Regions from separate parts of the Mus musculus genome. Here region 2 is linked to region 1. A link is a contact called in public Hi-C data. All regions are on one chromosome and are shown on one strand. The core of a region is the stretch at or near the end of the contact, and the rest is flanking DNA. Distances in the headings are between cores, read along the strand shown. Region 1 overlaps Pde5a (phosphodiesterase 5A, cGMP-specific). Region 2 overlaps Synpo2 (synaptopodin 2).

What was found. A called contact is a pair of places that touch in the nucleus more often than the background predicts.
Region 2: a Hi-C map of the N1E-115 cell line shows a contact between it and region 1, with 4 times the contacts expected there. The contact joins two enhancer-like sites. A contact is called at or near these places in 4 of 39 promoter capture datasets (embryonic stem cells and stem cell-derived epiblast-like cells), 8 of 484 Hi-C or Micro-C datasets (the N1E-115 cell line, embryonic heart, embryonic stem cells and 1 more), 6 of 115 datasets of contacts at active chromatin or transcription factors (astrocytes, embryonic stem cells and stem cell-derived neural progenitor cells) and 1 of 9 other capture datasets (embryonic stem cells).

Annotation. Positions count from the first base shown.
Region 1 is chr3:122,732,710-122,735,465 of GRCm38.p6, reverse strand. All of the region lies in intron 1 of Pde5a (phosphodiesterase 5A, cGMP-specific), which reads right to left. Among named protein-coding and RNA genes, the nearest start is that of Pde5a, 4.9 kb to the right of the region's middle. Within about 2 kb of position 1,380, at least 7 of the 459 cell types and tissues checked have an H3K27ac peak or open chromatin away from gene starts, as enhancers often do. A contact at or near this core is called in the N1E-115 cell line, where this site is marked.
Region 2 is chr3:123,150,505-123,153,260 of GRCm38.p6, reverse strand. All of the region lies in intron 1 of Synpo2 (synaptopodin 2), which reads left to right. Among named protein-coding and RNA genes, the nearest start is that of Synpo2, 84 kb to the left of the region's middle. Within about 2 kb of position 1,425, at least 13 of the 459 cell types and tissues checked have an H3K27ac peak or open chromatin away from gene starts, as enhancers often do. A contact at or near this core is called in the N1E-115 cell line, where this site is marked.

The DNA.
Region 1 (2,756 bases), core at 131-2,630:
ACTATGTCATAAAGGAGTGGGATCTCTGACTTATTACCAAGTGTTGCCCTTTAATTTTAGTGAGAAAGCAAAGTTAACATGCAAGCAGACTTTCACATCATATGAAAAATGAAATCCCAAAGTGAGTTTGTTGTGCTAAAGGACTAAAGGGTACATGAGTGTTCGGGGGGGGGGGTGAGTGGGAGAAGCGAGATGTTGCTAAGCAACATGCTGTGCTGTCCGTCACCCCACTTGGGGCCATAAGGACTTTGCAAGGGGCATTTGATGACTGCTGCCAATTTGCATTTGACTGTAGCTTTATCATTCTGTTCAGAACCAACTTAAAATGTAATTTAGGCCAGCAGTTGCCTAAATGTTGTTAACTAGGATTAAAGTAAATCTTTATATTAATTTTACTTTTCATAGTACCACATTCAACTTAACATTCAAAGGGAAAGAACTCAAAGACAGCTGAAGCAGGAAGGTTCTTACGAATTTGGAGATACATGGCTATACCGTGAGTTCTAGAACAGCCTGCAACAGAGTAAAGCTCTCTCTAAAAAGAAAACAATCAAGGCTGGGGGTCTGGGGAAAGTCAGCACCAGATACTGCACCTGGCAAACTGGTCTGTGCACAGTAGCAGTTTCTATAGGGTTTTGAGGTTTATTAAGCTTACAGAGCCCTTCCCTTTACAGACCCCCAACCCTGACTTGCCCATAAAGGGAAATTGAGACTGTGGGTTACCTGCGGGAGTAGTCAGACTTCCCTACTCTCTTGGATACACTGATTGGTCCAGAGTAGGCAGATGACCCAAGTAAGGGAGGAACAGTTTGGGGAGCACGGCCAAGAGTAAGAAGGAACCTTTTTAGCAGCACACGTTTAAGACTCATCAAAGACGAGCTCTGCCAGCACACGGAGAAAGCATGCAAGAAAGCAGAGCTGAAGTTCAAGGCCAAAAGACAGAGGAATGGGTGAGGGAAAGACAGGCAAACGAAAATACAGAATCTTAACAAGATTATCTGGTCAAGTGACCTCATAACTGATGCAATTGCTGGTCATTCCAATCAATTTCATAAGGGCTACACGGAGAAACCCTGCCTCAGTAAACCAAAAGAAGAAGAAGAAAAGAGGATTTGTCAACATAGACAAAGAGAAACTTAACACTCAATTTGTTTTGCCTACCTTAAATATTTGATTGACAATAATTACAAAACCCTGCCATTCATTAAAAATGAATAGAGTCTTTACACTTAAAAGATACAACTTAAAATAAAATGAGTATAACAAGTTAGCAAATAATATTATAGAGCTAAATATCAGAAGAGTAAGTCACGTGGAGAGGCTCTCTTCCCATGTGTGGTTCCTGTGTGTGCAGCCCCCAGGAGCTGACCCCTGGAGAGCCTGATGTGAAAGTTACTTCCAAGTGCAGTCATTGCTAGAGCAGCAGTCAGCCTTGACCCACATCTGTGCCTCTAAGCTAATGAATGTTACAGGAAGCCCTGCAAAGCCTGCGCACAGCCTTCAGAAATGAAGCATTGTCAGCTCTCTGTGACCAATCAACTCACTGACTTATTCCATTGCCCCACTTCTTATTAAGGATTTTTTCCATCCCTACATTCAGCTCTGAAAACAACAACAGAAGCCAACGTAACTTGAAACCCACAATTAAAGGTTTAATAATTTTATGTTTGGGATAGAAACAAATAAATACTATCGAGTTCTGTTTAGTCTTTCCTGTTACAAAAGAAATCATTCTGGAGCATTAGTAAAATGCCCAAGACAGCTTGAGCAAAGCTATAATTTGTGTCTCCAAATACAATGGAAGGGGTACATCTGAGTAAAGCAAACACATTGTCTGCCATTGATGTGGAGGGAGTGTGAAACTTTATACAGTTTTTTTAGTCTAAGTATCTTAAAAAGAAACAATGTAAGTGACTAGAGATCATCTATGATGATGGAATTATTTTAAAGGCAACTGTGGCTGAGCATGTACACGGTTCTCTGATGGGACCTAACTTGCCTACAGTGCTGGGGGGCTGTAGATACAATCTCTATAATTCCATGAAAAATAAATCGTGATACCTGAAGTATGCCAAACACCAGTGTTTCCAAATCTTAAAATACTGTGAACGTGATATAATAGAAACAGTAGTAGTTTCTATATAATTTTACAAGTTTATTGAGTTTTCATTATAACATGAAAATCGTTTTATTTCAAGAGAGCCATTTATGATTAATCCTGCATGAAATCTACACATTTCCTTACAAATCTTGATCACATAGTTCAGGCTCTAAGAAGGATCTAGAGCTCTGAAAACATCACAGAGAGGAGGGAACTGGGAAATGCTGTTGTTTGAAGAGCTTCTGTGGACCCTTCTAGGCAGGAAGAATTGAAGCCTAGCAGAATGCTTCCGGGAGGCTAGAAGGCAGCACAAACACAGGGACCACAAGAGAACACAAGAAAACTGGCCATTAGTGTATGAGACTTACTGCTCTCGATAGAGGAACTCACAGTTACAGACTGGGCCAGTGCTCCGAAGATTACATTATTCTTAATACAGGCCTTGCCTTTAAAAATATGCTTACTAAATTATTTGTTTGAACATTGTGAACATTTCTACTCCTATGTAATTATAGAAGCAGTAACCTTTTAGAATGGATAGCGATATTTATTTTAAGAATGGATAGCAATATTTATTTTACATCCTCCATCTAAATTTAACATATGTGCCTTACAAGTAAAAATGATACATCTTTTAGAAATGAAGAGGGAACCA
Region 2 (2,756 bases), core at 176-2,675, 420 kb before region 1:
TATCATCCAAGTTGGCGCTCCCAGGGGCCATTATGTCAATCAGCAAGTCAATCAATTAATCATCAAGAATTTACTGGATGCCAGTTAGACATCCAGAGGAGTCTTGTTTATCATCTGCTAGCTGCACTGGGCCCTGTGCAGGGCTGGGTTCTGTGTCCTTACATTATCCCTGATCTAGGATCTAATTCTGTATCATGCCGTCCATAGCTGGCCGCCCTCATGGTCATCCCAGGTTGCTGAGCTATATTTTACACGAACATCATTGTTTACTGCATAATTCTGTTGCCCGTAATAATGTGAAGAGAAGGGGGAGGTCAGCTGTTTAATCCTCCAAAGTGACTGGCCATGCAGCAGTCACTGACTCTACTAGATTCTCCTCGGACTGTTCATTAAATTAAAATTAGAAAGTCTAGAATGGTAAGAGAGATGGCTGAACATTTAAGAGCGCTGGCTGCTCTTGCGGAGGACCCGGGTTCAGTTCCCAGCATTCACCTGACTGCTCACAACCATCTGTCCACATTTCCAGCTCCAGGGGACCTGATGCCATCTTCCAGCCTCCACAGGCACCAGGCACATACATGGTGCACAAACAAACATGTGAGCAAAACATTTATAACACATCAAATAAATAAATCATCTTTATAATTAGAAATTCTACAGATGAGTATGTAACTTTATGAAGAAAGCTTCCTTCTTCCTACAATTCCATGTACACCCAAAGCCCCAGTTTTTATCCCAGAAGACATTTGGTTTTTAGAGTTTGGAGCCCCTTTACAGATTAGGATTAGTATTTAAATTGGGTACATCCAACCTGCAGCCCATGGGCAATATGCATCCCGTGGTAGCTACGCATGTGGCCCAACACATTTTGACCACAAAGTCAAAAGGTTGAATATTCCTGAACACCCCCAAATCCATGCCTTTCTGAAATCAGTCAGCTACCTGACACCTGCACACAGAATATATTTCCAATCTGTGCATCTTTCCCCTTAGTCTCCAACATTACATAGTGAAGTGTGATAGAAAACATACAACTTAGAAAGCCGCTTAAGACTTCTATCTGTTTATTTTTTATGGGTCAAGGTACATAAAGCAAAAATGGTCTCTTAAAATGTCAACTCAAATTAGAATTTCTGTGCCAAGAATGCCGTGTGCCTGTCCTTCTAGGGCACCCTGAGTACTCTGAACATTGAAGATTGCCAACAAGGGCTAGGCACCTCGACAACCCAGATAAGGTATGAATAGTTTAGACTGCCTCATTTCTGAGAGTTCATGAATCTTAAAAGTAGCCCCCCAAAACTTGACCCCACCATTGGCTGCACACTGATGGTACCCAAACTTTCTATGTGAAATGTCACTGGCTCCTTCCAAGTCTGAGACATGGTAACCACCATATGTGGTTATTTCTAATAATAGCAATGGTCTATGGTTTCATGTCTGACAGCTTCTGGGGTGCCTTTAGTATTGACTCATGCCACCTTGTATTGTGCAGAGCACAGTTCTCTGAGGAGACTTGGCACCCAGTTTTGCCCGCTTTTCTCTCCAGACTCCATTTCTAGCTGGTGGTGTACAAGGGCGTTCCTCTCCACCTTACCTCGACATTGAACAAACGCTCAGGCTGTGTGGGAGGAGCCAGAGAAAACCTTTTTTTTTCCATTTGATAATTGTATTGCTCTCTCTCAGCTTCCAAGAGCTCCCCCTACCAACACCTCTGAAAGGCCAGGAAGCAGCAGTGGATTGCTACTGTCCGTTTCTGGGTATTGCAAATGGGTCTCAGGTTCCACTCATAAAGTGAGAGCAACTTCGCTGAGTTATGCCAAGCCGAAGTCATTCGGATTTCTCAGCATCTGTGTGGCTGCTTCATGTGAAAATGCAAACAAATATAATCTCTAATGAGTTACTTGGATATTTATTGGAAGAAGTTTAAGAAGTTTAAATCGTGTTCGTGGGACAAATTAATATCTGTAGAATAAAAGATAATCTATGATTTTCTTCTAGGAGCAGGATAAAGTTTATTTTCTTTCATGGCATAGAATAGAATGTCCAAATAATGCCAGGTAGAACTTGCTTTTTATTTTTTAGAATTTTGCTTTGGTGAGAACCAGGCATACTGCTTTTAACTCTTCTTATTTCACTTGTTAAAATGGACAGGATCCAGGTCCATCCGATCTTTCTTCCTTCATTCATTTATTTATTCTTCCTGTGGGGTGTGTGTGTATGTGTGTGTGTGTGTATGTGTCTGTCTGTCTGTCTGTCTGTCTGTGTGTGTGTCTGTGTGTGTATGTATGTATGTACACCTTTCAAGAATCAGTTCTCTCTTCCTCTTGTTGCTGCATTACACAATAGCCTAGCTGGCTTGTGAGCTTCTGGTCACTTTTCCTGTCTCTAACTCCCACCCCAAACTAGGAATTCTGGGACTGAGTAAGTGTGTCACGACATCTGGCTTTTTATGTGAAATCTGGAGATTAAATTAGGTCGTCAGGTTCGGAGCCAAGCAAGGGCTTTTACCATCTGAGCCACTTGCCAGTCCGAGATCCATTTCCTTATTTAGCAGTGACTCACTTGAAGAGAAGAGGGTTTCTAAGACTATTTAGTTAGATTGCCATCTAAGCAGACACAGTCAGTGTGCGTGGAGACAGCGCATGTGGCCTCTCTCATCTCCCAACCTGGGCATGAGCTAGTGATAATACTCATCAAAACTTTTGATAAGATCGAAGTACTGTGGAGACCCAGGCAATATGCATGACCACTATGTG